Regions from separate parts of the Sus scrofa genome. Here region 1 is linked to region 2. Evidence: chromatin contacts called from public Hi-C data. All regions are on one chromosome and are shown on one strand. The core of a region is the stretch at or near the end of the contact, and the rest is flanking DNA. Distances in the headings are between cores, read along the strand shown.

What was found. A called contact is a pair of places that touch in the nucleus more often than the background predicts.
Region 1: a contact with region 2 is called in a Hi-C map of skeletal muscle, with 8 times the contacts expected there. The contact joins two enhancer-like sites. A contact is called at or near these places in 2 of 47 Hi-C or Micro-C datasets (embryonic fibroblasts and skeletal muscle) and 1 of 2 datasets of contacts at active chromatin or transcription factors (skeletal muscle).

The regions. Positions count from the first base shown.
Region 1 is chr5:65,305,877-65,312,400 of Sscrofa11.1, reverse strand. No RefSeq gene overlaps it. Among named protein-coding and RNA genes, the nearest start is that of KCNA5, 130 kb to the left of the region's middle. Within about 2 kb of position 4,805, at least 2 of the 83 cell types and tissues checked have an H3K27ac peak or open chromatin away from gene starts, as enhancers often do. A contact at or near this core is called in skeletal muscle, where this site is marked.
Region 2 is chr5:65,156,453-65,162,400 of Sscrofa11.1, reverse strand. No RefSeq gene overlaps it. Among named protein-coding and RNA genes, the nearest start is that of NTF3, 110 kb to the right of the region's middle. Within about 2 kb of position 2,125, at least 4 of the 83 cell types and tissues checked have an H3K27ac peak or open chromatin away from gene starts, as enhancers often do. A contact at or near this core is called in skeletal muscle, where this site is marked.

The DNA.
Region 1 (6,524 bases), core at 3,556-6,055, 150 kb before region 2:
TGTCGCTCAGAAGGCCAACCAGGGGCAGCCGCGGAAGCCCCCCTCCCTTCAGAAGCAAAGGAGGGGTTCCTGGCCCTGGCTGGCTGGGTCTTAAATGAGGAAGCCTAGGCCTGATGCCCTGGGGAGCTGGGGGTGGGAAAACTAAACCGCAGCGAGTGAGGCTGAAGCTGGAGCTGCCTGCAGCCCCAGAGGGCTCTGCTGGCGCCCGAGATCCTTCGCGGATTTGCATTTCCTCGCTGAGCACCTAAACGTCATGCTACTTATTAAGTTTGCTGATTCAATATCCCTGATTTGGGATGGGGGTTCTCTGGCTGTCTCAACCTCACTAACCTTCTCCCTGCTCTGAAAATAAAAATTTCTATCATGGCAGGGGATTCATAATTTATCACTTTTTGCCAATTTGGTTTTCTAAGCATGCTTATGGCTTGGGGAGCTGTCTAATTCCTGTAATAAGCTCCTCTAAATTGTAATGGATTTAAAACGATAAACAGTTTTTACAACTCTTTTGTGGGTTAAGAACTTGGGCCGGCTTACCTGGGCATTTGTTCTGCTTCGTATGGCACCTGCTGGATCGCTGGGTGGCACTCAGCAGGTGGCCTGGAGCATCCAGTGACTGCAGGCTTATCCTCATGTCCCTCAAAGCCTCCACCACGGGGTCACTGTAGGTGGGCCTGAAACCGTGTACCAGATCCTAAATCTTTGTGTTTTGCAGTAAAAGTTCTTTCCTTTAGGCTCCCAGGTCTCCCCTCAGTCTCAAAAGGCTGACTCGAGAGATAATAACTAGGAAATATGGTTATAGCTAAAAATTTGTTAAAACTGTCTCCCTTATGTTATGTCCTGCCTTGGTCCACTAACTTAGTACTAATGGTTCCTTTCCAGTTAGAGTTAGTTATATTGCACCTAGTGTTTCTTTTGTAATGGGAACACCTCTAATGCCCCTTCCCTGTGAGCAATCTTCACTCCAGAGAGAAAGTCAAGGAACCATAACCCCAAAGACACCAGAAACCATCATCGGACCCACTGACACCGGCCTCGACAACTCAAATGACCTAAGGATGAAGAATAATACAGACACCTTAATCAATAACCCTGTCTTGGGAGCTAAACCTGTAAAACCCCTCGCTGTCCCCCCTCAAGACAGGACATAGGTTTGAGGCATTAGCCTGCTGTGGCCTCCTTTGCCTGGCAGAGCCATAAAGCTGTTCTTTCTCTTCCTCAAAACTCTTGTCTCCAGGACTTAATTGATGCTGGTGTACCAAGGCCGCATTTTCAGCTACAGGCCTAGGAAATCAGAGCAGGGAGGGCACGTGTGTGCAGAGCCCTGGGCTCTAGATTCTAGGAGCTTCTTGGCAAAAAGATGAACTCTGGCAGCTGACCTCCCCTGCTGATGGTTGGAAGGGATTCCGGCTCATAATTCAGCACTAGAAAGTACCAGTCTCTAGACCAAAGTTTCTGAAAGATGTACATGATTCGCCACTGGAATACAGAAGACCATTCTCTGCAGGTGTGGGGGTGTCTCACGCTGGCCGCCTGGGCTGGTGTCAAGCTGTCAGCTGACCTTGGCAGTTCCACTCTGAGTACTTCCAAAGTCTCTGCCAAGGCTAGAAACTCCCCATCCAACCAAAGACCCTTGCGCATTATTTAAATAGGATGCAAATGCATGGTCTGCTCGGAGCCCTGGCAGCTTTCAATTTTTGTATTTTCAGAATGGTGGGGCCTGCCATCAGTTCACTTGAAGTTCAGTCCAAGATGTGCCTGTCCCTGACATTTGTTCTTTTTTTTTTTTTTATGCAGGTAACATTTTGGAGAATTTAAAAAGGAGCCATGGTTGTATTCCATTCCCTACCACCCTCCAAAACAATTTTTTTTTTTTTTTAAATTTCAGACATTTGTTGCATGCAGAAGAGCTGGGACATGACCAACTTATTTCCTACCGCCTGAGTCTCCAAGTTGGATTCCGTCATCCATCTGCCTGGCAATCCTTCATCATCTATTCTGTTTCTGATATTTCAGTGGAAGGAACTGCCTCTTCGACGGAAGGGCCTAGGCTCCTGGAGCGTGAGCAGGTCCCATCAGATGTGGAGCCTGGAGGTTGCTGGGGTGAGCAGCGAGGAGGTGGAGGCAGGCTGCTGGCAAAGTGAGGGGGAGCGCCCTTGTTCCTTTCCTCCTTTAGCAGTGAACTCTGAACCCACGCACACCTGTGCCTAGCATCCCGAAGCCCCACCAGGGCATCTGGGATTTGGGTGGGGGAGGGAGCCCTCTCAAAAGACAAAACCACGGAGGGGAACCAGCAAAAGATGAACCCGGGGTGATGCTGCATGGGTGGTAGGTTGTTTACACAGACTCTGGGCTCTGCCAGATTCAGCCCAGCCTCTGTTGTGTGTGTGTGTGTGTGTGTGTGTGTACACTTTCCCCCACTATATGGCTAGATCAGAGTGAAAAAAAGGGCACAGGTGTAAGGGGGATTAAGCAGGAAGAAGAAAAGGAAAGAAAAAGAACAGAGGGTATAGCATATGTGGGAGCTGTGATTGTCCTTCTGAAGCTCCCAAGTCCCTTTATGCTTCCTTCCCAGACATAGGCCCCAGAAACTACATTTCCCCTGGGGCAGGGCCTGGTGACTTAATTAGCACCAATGGAATGTGAGTAGCATAGGCTGCTCTTCTCCCTTCCTATGAGGGGCACTGGGCTCTGGCCTCTAAGAGCTCTGGGGGCAGGGAAGGACCAGGGCCCCCAGGGAGCTTGTGGTGCAGGGGAGCTGAGTTACCCGGCGAAGCAGGTGGGAAAGAAACCAACAATCGCATTTCAGTTCCCTGTCTTTAGTTTCTCTCTGTTGGAGTGCACAGAGCAAAGAAGGGAGGTGAGAGAAAAACTGAGGAGCTGTGGAAGAAAGGCTGGCACGGAAAACACCCCATCGATGGAGGGATCAGTTTCTAGGCAATATGGGAAATTGTCAACAGAAATTTTCCCAAGCCCCCCTGATAATCACCCCATCTTCTACAGTGTCTTTAAGCAAAATGATTACCAAGGCCACCACATTTACCTTGAAAGCTGAGGGTGTCTCAAAAGAGTAAGTGTTCCAAGTTAGAGGCCTGGGTGCTGGCCCAGCAAGAGTTTAATTCATCAACTGGGATGATTCTGCAGTGGAACGAACACCCATTTCTTTCTTTTTAAATGTTATTTTATTAAAGTATAGTTGATTTCCAAAGTTGTGCCAGTTCCCGTTGAATAGCAAAGTGACCTCGTCACACATATCCTTTCCTTTTCTCATATTCTCTCCCATCGTGTTCTAACCCAAGAGATGGATGTAGTTCCCTGTGTGATACAGTACGACCTCATGGCTTATCCATTCTTAATGTCATAGCTTGCACCCACTAACCCCAAACTCCCCATTCACCCCACTCTCTCCCCCTGCCCCCTTGGCAACCACAAGCCTGTTCTCTATGTCAGTGAATCTGTTTTCTCTTTCTTTCTTTGGCTTTTTTTTTTTTTTTTTTTTTTTTTTTTTGCCATACTCACGGCGTATGGAAGATTCCAGGCTATGGGTCGAATTGGAGCTATAGCTGCTGGCCTATGTCACAGCCACAGCAACATGGGACCGGAGCCATGTCTGTGACCTACACCACAGCACACAGCAAGGCTGGACTGCTGGATCCTTAACCCTCTGAGCAAGGCCAGGGATCAAACCTGTGTCCTCATGGATGCCAGTCTGATTCATTTCCACTGAGCCCCAGTAGGAACTCCAAGTCTGTTTCTTGAACACCCATGTCTGAGTGTGATCAAGACAGGTTGAAACCTTGGAAAGGGGACTCCCATGTCGATCAGGCATTTGACTGGATAACTTCTAAGGTCTCATCCAACATTAATGTTGTCCAGGAAAGGTTTAGTTCAGAAAAGCTGAGTAGCTTTTTCAGTGTTATGTGAATTATTTGCATTTCACCTCACTGTTCACTTGGGTAGTAGGTTTTAAATACTTAGCAGCTGTTACACCTGCTCTTTGCAAATCCCCCACCTGGCTTCTACTTTCTCCCTGGGTGAGTCAGAAACTCCCCGTGAATTGTCTGTTTCCTTCATATTATAACAAAACACTAGTTTCATGGCTTTGTCTTCCATAGAAATCTCAGGTATGCCACTTGACAGGTCAAGGCTGGCTGCCTGGCCCATGTAGTCTGCTTTCAGACTTGTTGGGAGGTCCTCAGTCCTGAAGGACATCTGTGACATAATCACAGATGCCTGAAATTCAGCTACTGGTGTTCATTCCTTGAAATTCTCCTTAGTCCTTTCTGAGCAGCTCTTTCTAAAAATGCACTCATCCATTAACAGGTAGCAAATGAAATGTGCATTTAAGAAGCACAGGGAAAGGGGAAATGTTGACAGAGGAAGCTGGCTCTGAAAAAATATGCTTTATTCACGGCTCTCCGTCACAAACTTCTTTGTGTCTGCTGCTAATACAGGAGAAAAGCGCAAGGTGGCCCTCTGAGGTCTTTACTCTCTTCACTCTGTACTTCTAAGCCCATTCATATTCCAGACCCACACATGAGAGAGAGCTGACAGTGACTTATAGCCAAGAGAGCCAGCTGGCCACTTGGCTTGGCCAGACCTCCCTCTCCTAACTGAGAGCAGCCCGGGCCCTGGGATCCCACAAATAATCTTGTACCTCTTGGTGTTCGAGCAGTTGGTCAGGCCAGGGCTCTTGGTGCCTTTTGTGCAGGTCATCTGAGGAGAAAGGAGATTCAGGACAGGTCGTATTTACTGGGCGGAGGGACAGTTTGGGCTAGGCAAGAAACAAGAGCCTGCCTGGAAGGGACAGACATGGAAGGAGAGCCTGAGTCACTTTCCGTGACAGAAGGTCACCAGACAATTGGCAGAGGGTGAAAAAGGGAGGCCAAGTGGCGAATAAAAGAGAAGGATGAAAAACAAACTTCTGCTTGACCCTTGTGCCAGGTGCCTCAACACAGAGAACAGGAGCCAGAGTAAGAATGTGGTTATTTATACATTTTTATGGGGACCTTCTGCCAGGATATTTTTGAGTCTCCAAATCTCAAGGTTCCCTGATGTGAGGGGGGGATTCGATTTTATTCTCAGCCTCACGGGATCATATGGAACTCTGGCTTTGTGTTAGGCTGCCAGCTTCCTTGAGCAGAGAAGGAGCTAAGATGTCAGCTCTCAAGAAAAAGGAACACAGCTTGCCTCAAGAAGGGAAAGGAGAAGAGAGGGAGGATTCGTAACAGAACATTTATCCAAAAGGGGGAAATGAGGTTGAGGACCTCTCAGTATCTAGGCTGACCTGAGAGAAAGAGCAACCCCCCGTAACCATCAGCCTGAAGGATGATGGCACAGACGTGGGCATTGTATTGAGGAGGCTGGATTAAACGCATGGACTCATGAGCTTGGCACTGAGTCTTTGTTTCCTGTGGTGGGCTCATTCCTGGGAGGGTCACTGTAGTTGAAAAGTCTGGCAGCACATTCTGCCTTCTCATTTTTTTTTATGTTCATATCCAAAGTATTATCATCCATTTGACTCTGAACTCCTAAAGGGACATCGACAGTGCTTAGTTCAATATCTTGAATGTGATCAGTGCTTATGACAATGTTAGTACCACTTACCAGGTATTTGCCATTAACTCTCCACATTTCCCAGTTTCTATGCTATTGGGGGGTGCTCTGTGTCTAGCCTGATCAGTGATCTGGGGAGCAGGAGGGACATGTGCTTTCTTCCTTTCCTTGCAGCTAAGACCATGAACTCCAAATGTTTAAGTCATAAGGTGGTGGAATCTCTTCCCAGATTGTGTAGAGTATCATTCATCCACTAACCCATGTTGGAGATGCTGCCCTAGTGACAAATCAACTTTTTTTTTTTTCGATGATTAGGATTTTGGAGTTCTTTGTTACTGCAACGTGATCTAATTCATGGTGACTCATAAAAGTTCAATAAATCTCAATCAAATTCAATAAATTTCATACAAATAAATGAATGAAATGGCTGAGCTGAATGACATTTGGAGGGCTACAATGGAATTTCCTACTTGGATTAAACTCTTTGCTGCCCATAGCCCAATTTTTCCTGTACTGAGCATTTTCTGTTTCAGGCACTGCACTAGAACCAGGGATACAAAACTGGATTAACATGTTCTCTGCTCTTGGAAGGGTCCCTATCTAGTAGGAGAGGCAGAGACACAGCCAATTACATTGCAGTAAGTGTTATAATCGATGCCAACACCAGGCAGTCACTGCTGCCAACAGCTGAGAGGAGCACCTTGGGAATTCAAGTCAGTGGAATTGGATAGGACAAAGCACAGAGATGAGAAGAGAAAGGACACATCCAAGAATCTGAGGGTGGTTTAGTTTCCCCTAAAGGATGAACAGGCCTGTGGTATCTTCCTGAGTTTGACTTGCATCAGGTAGATAAAGGTGCAAAGGTGGGTGGGGACACGAATCTCCAACAGTCAGAGTGCTATACAACATTTTGACATCCCTGTAGGTGACAGACAGGTATGGAAATGTTTGACTTGATAGAACGTCCATCT
Region 2 (5,948 bases), core at 876-3,375:
CATAAAGCAATGAAATTATATATTTTTCCAAAAAAGAGGATATAGAGCTCAGAGAACTATATTCAATATTCTATAATATCCTGTAATAGAAAAGAATCTGAAAAAGACTATATAATATACACATATAACTGAATCTCTTTGCTGTACACCTGAAACATTGTAAATCAACAATACTTCAATTTAAAAGAAAAGAGAGGGAGTTCCCGTTGTGGCTCAGCTGTAACAAATCCAAATAGTATCCATAAGGATGCTGGTTCCATCCCTGGTCTCGCTCAGTGGGTTAAGAATCCAGCATTGCCATGAGCTGCAGTGTAGATTGCAGAAGAGGCTTGGAACCCAAGTTGCTGCAGCAGGGGTGTAGGCCTGCAGCTGCCGCTCCAAATCAACCCCTAGCCTGGGAATTTCCATATGCAGCACGTGTGGCCCTAAAAAGAAAAAAGAAAAAGGAGAATAAAGCCTATTCATACCCAGGAGAGAAAAAAATACAAGAATATCTGGGGGAGGGAGGCAATGACATTTTGAGTGGGCAGCAGAGTCTGAAAGAATAGGAAAGCCAGGAGATGCCAAGATCATTAAATTACCAATAATGCTCTGAACTAGGACTCTAGAGCCACACTCTCTCCTAACCATGTAAGTAAGTATCCCCACATATCACAAAGTTCCATAGGAGTTCCCTGGTGGCTCAGCAGGTTAAGGACTTGGTGTTGTTACTGCTGTGGTGCTGGTTTGATCCCTGACCTGGAAATTTCCACGTGCCATGGGTGCTGCCAAAAAAAAAAAAAAAAAAAGCTGACAAGCCAACATAACGGCAGTGATGTGAAAAAAACCCTGAACTGGAAACTGAAGGAGGATGTCTCCACTCCCAGCTCCCGGATCTGTTTCCTTTGAGACACTGTGCAACTTACTTCGTTTCTCAGTGTATTGATCTGTCACCTGGAGATGATAACACAGCTCTGCATGATTACTCTTTGAAACAAATAAAATGATAGATTTGAAAGAACACTTTAATTGTATAACACTATCCAAGTTTCAGTCGCCGTTACCGCCTGTCCGTTTCCCACTTATTTATACCCTGTTGATATCACTGTGTGGTTATGGTCTATCTTCCATTTAAATTCCATGCTCTTGAGTTCCCACTGTGGTGCCATGGGGTGGGCAGTATCTCCGCAGGACAGAGGTTCTCTCCCCAGCTAGGCACAGTGGGTTAAAGGATCTGGCATTGCTGTCGCAACTGCAGCTCCATTGTGATCCCTGGCCTGGGAACTCCATAAGCCTGGTCGGGGAGCGGGGGGTGGCAGAACAAATGATAAAAAGATAAATTCCATGCTCTTTTCGGGGAGGACTTACTGTTGCCTTTGTATAACAGGTGCTCGCTGAAAGCATCTGAATGAATGAGCAGAGAAGGAATGAGGGGCAGTCATGGATTCCTGTCCTCTGCCTGCCATTGCCAGGACCCAGAAGCACAGCTCCACGCCTGTGTCTGTGTCAGCTCAGAGCTGGCTGACCACTTGGATGGGGTCGTGCCAGGCTAGAGTCAAGCAGAATATCTTTGCTCTCACTGTCCATCTGTTCTGCGGCAGAAGCCAGCACTAAACTTAGCCGAACTGACTCATGAACACAAGGATCTCAACAAGCCACACGCTGCAGCCAACATCTCTCTCCAGCCCCGCACCCCCTCACCAAGCTCGCTGGCCTGGTCCCCAGGATGCAGGGCTGGGAGGCAGAGCTAAAGGGGAAGCTGCCCCATGTGGACACTCCTCTCTCAATAAACGCAGCCCCAAGTAGAGGTTATTTCAAAATTCATTAAGCAAATGTGCAATGGCTCCTTGGGAGAGCCATTCCTTAGGCGGATGGCATACTTAGGGGGACAGCGGTGCTGATTCCGCCACAGTGAGCCGAGGGGAGGGGCAGCACCTCGATTACGATGGAAACACTTAACAAGTTTTGTCCATTTGTCCCCTCGGTGTTTCAGCCGTGCCTTTGGTACATCTTCTCAGTGTTCCTCTGCATCTGCAGGGTTTCAGGGCAAAATCTCCAATAAAGAGAGCCCAGGACTGCTCACGTGGGGATCCAGAGACGTCTGGCCGCAGTTATTCTGGTTTGACGTCATGGTGCAGCGAATCTTAGCCACACTTGCATGAAGCGCACAGAAAGAGCTGGAAGGAGTGGTCTGCACCTGGTGCAGACAATGAGGGGCGCCCCAGGGCAGAGGATTTAAAGACAATTACACAATGGATAAAAAGTAGATCTGCTTTTTATTATCACCAGGAGGAAAAACATCTAAAGTGGCAGTGACACAACAATCCTTCCTGCTGGGGGAGGATGGCTTCCTCCACTCCCCACCCCACCTCCAAGCACCCCTGAACCACACTCTTCATGAATTCATCCTTTCCTCAGTACATCCAGCCAGTCAGTTATTGATTAATGACAAACATTTTTAGAGCATCTAGCAGGAGACAGACAATGTGCTGGATGCTGGGGACGCGGAAATGGCCAGGACACAGCCCCTGTTCTCAGTGGGCTCACGGGCTATGGGAGAAAAACAAGGACATCGATGCTTACTAAATGAAACACCCATGTTCCTGGGCCAGCTAACTTTGGAGCCAGGAGTCACCCTTCAATTCAGTATTGAACTTTTGTATTTCATCAATTCTGAGAGACACATGCACTCATATTTTAAGAGACACATGCATTCCTATTTTAAGAATCCGCAATACAATTGCCTTCCTATAACTGTAACTGGCAGCATTTTTCTTTTTTAGGGATGCTCAGAGCCTTGTTGGCATTTCAGAGTCAAGGTAGAATGGTAATGCTGCCAAGTCCCAGGCTGTGTGTCGGCAGGAATCCAGGCTCTGCCAGGTCCTCTCACGGAGGGTTTCTGGAACGCCCCAGGAATCACGTGGCCAGCGTGTCTGTCCTGCTTGTCCCCTCTGTCTGAGTTCTTTCAGCCCATCTCATCCACTGGCGGCTCAGTGTTTTTTCACCGGCTGCTACCCCTTCCTCTCATTTCTTTGCCCTTAATTCCCCAACTGAGAGCTGACTCTGGGCTGCAACTAATGTCACAGGACAGCAGAGCAGAAACGGCCAGCCTGACACTCAAGCTCTTCCGCCACTCCATGTCCAGTCCTGAGCTATGAATTCCCACATGGTCACCCCTTCCCCAGCCCTCGTTCCCCAGCCCAGGACCCAACCCACCAGGAGAGGCGTCAGTGTTAACAATATGGGAGTTCCCTTCATGGATCAGTGGTTAATGAGTTCGACTAGGAACCATGAGGATATGGGGTCGATCCCTGGTCTCGCTCAGTGAGTTAAGGATCTGGCATTGCCATGAGCTGTGGTGTAGGTTGTAGATGCGGCTCAGATCCTGCATTGCTGTGGCTGTGGTGTAGGCCAGCAGCTACAGCTCCGATTTGACGCCTAGGCTGGGAACCTCCATATGCAGTTGGTGTGGCCCTAAAAAAAAGCAAAAAACAAACAAACAAACAAAAACAATATGCTCTTCTGGAAAAATCCTCACTGTCATCACTTCCATTCCAGAATAGGATCTGACCTATAACCAAAGATATATTAAACAGTTTTTCTTAACAGGATCACACTCTCCAGGACTCTCCCAGACCACCTCCCAGCACTAGGAGTTGTGCCATGGCCCAGAGAGTAGAGGTTCCTGAAACTTCTTTGTGCCATAGACCCCTTGACAGTCTGATGAATCTACGAACTCAAAACAATTTTTAAGTGCATACCAAACATTGGATTTCAAAGGATCCCAGTTTTATTGCGATACAGTTGTCAGAATAATTTTTAAAAATCAAATGTGTGCTACAGTAATAGATGTGCTTTTTTACATAACACATTAAATAACACGATCTACAGCCAGGTCTAAAAATTGCTGCAGTTTTGAAGTAGTGAAGAATGTAAAGCATATTTCCAGATATCTGTGAAATCTGTAATATACATAAAAATATCTTATGGATGGCAATGTCACAGCTACCGCTAATTCTACCTTGGCTTTTTGCCTATTTCATAATTGAAGGAAATGCTAAATTTCAGCTAGAGTTTAGTAAAAACAAAGAATGTCATTTGTACCAACCCAAGTTCACTGATCTCCCGAATTACGTGAGAGAAGGTTATGAACCTTTACCCTCGGACAGCAGGCATTAAACACTGGCAGCTTTGAAGATGCTATTTTGCAATGGAAACTACTCCACGTGTATGTGCAATGATGAAGGTAAACATGAGATACCTGGTGTGCTAAGAGTCTCTCATTGCCCCTCCAGATCCACTTTCTGCCCTTTGCTGCCACATCACCTAGACTTTCTTGCTATCCTGCTTTCTCTTGGGACCGTGCAGTGACTTGGCTGGACACTGGAGCCCAGGAGAGAGATTTGCATTGTCCTTCCCCAATAGCTGAGTATCTCCAGGGCTGGTGGGATTCACATGGCTCTGAACCAATGGATTCAATCAATGGATTTGGAGCCAGAAGACTCAGGGAAGCCCAGTCTGAACTCAGTAGCTCTTAGGTCCTGAGTTGGTCACCCCAAAACCAAGTCTCAGATCCTTCTTAAATAAAATGGATATAACAACCTCTTTCCCGGAGTTCTCATGGTGGCTCAGCGGTGATGAACCCAACTAGTACCCATAAGGACATGGATTCTAGCCTTGGCCTCCATCAATGGGTTAAGGATCTGGCATTGCCATGAGCTGCGGTGTAATTTGCAGATGCAGCTTAGATCCTGCGTTGCTGTGGCTGTGGCACAAACCGGCAGCTGCAGCTCTGACTGAACCTCTAGTCTGGGAACTTCCATATGCCTTGAATGTGGCCCTAAAAAGAAAAAAATACAACCTCTTTCCTGCCTACTTTCGGGGCTGTAGGGAGGGTCAGCTTGGACAGTTTTAAATCAGCACAAACACAGGAGTTCCTGTCGTGGCTCAGTGGTTAGTTAATCTGACTAGGAACCATGAGGTTGCGGGTTCAATCCTTGGTCTTGCTCAGTGGGTTAAGGCTCTGGCGTTGCTGTGAGCTGTGGTGTAGGTTGCAGACCCGGCTCGGATCCCACGTTGCTGTGGCTCTGGTGTAGGCCAGCGGCTACAGCTCCAATTAGACCCCTGGCCTGGGAACCTCCATGTGCCGTGGGAGAGGCCCTAGAAATGGCAAAAAAAAAAAAAAAAAAGCCAAAATAAAATAAAATAAAATAAATCAGCACAAATACAAATGTTGTAAAGTTCATGAATAGAAGTGGCAAAGGCAGGAGAGGGTGCTGGCCCTCGTGCAGTAGAGGAGCCAAGAGGCTCACAAAGGAGAGGGCTCTCCCCTCTCGCCTCCTTAGCAAGAGAGGCTGCATGTGCAATTGAAAAACTGAGTTCAGTGACAAACTACACACCCTTCCTTGATGCTGACGGCCGCAGCCTCCTTCTGCCCTACGCTCTAGCTGGCTATTGGAGAACCAGAGAGGAAGGTGACAGAGCCCCCTACCTGCAGGTATCCAGAAGGAGAAGTTAGGCTGAACTCTTTGGGAACCAAGGAGAGGCTCCCCCAGTCAGTCAGCCTTACCATTGACTTGGAATTCAGAGCAGTGGAGGGAGGGGACATATTGATGGGGACAGAGAGACAGTGTCTCTTGCTTTAGACCAGGGCTCCAGGCCAGGCATCAAGCAGGAAGCAGCCTGGCCTAATTTCTTAGATGAAGTCCACGCACCCAATCCTTTCTCAGCGCCATCCATTCTACGGCTCAGCTTCATCTTCCCAAAAAACCCTTTCAACACACCATTCAACTTTAAGTGCCTCCTCTTTATCACCTGACTTCTAATGCAACCTCACTCCTTTTACGGAAGAAGAAATCAAGGTCTAGAGAAGGAGCATGATTTGTCCAAGATCCTGTGGCTGGTTGGGACAAAGAAAGAACAGACTCTTGAGCCCAAGACACAAAACCCTTCCACGATATCTGTCTTTC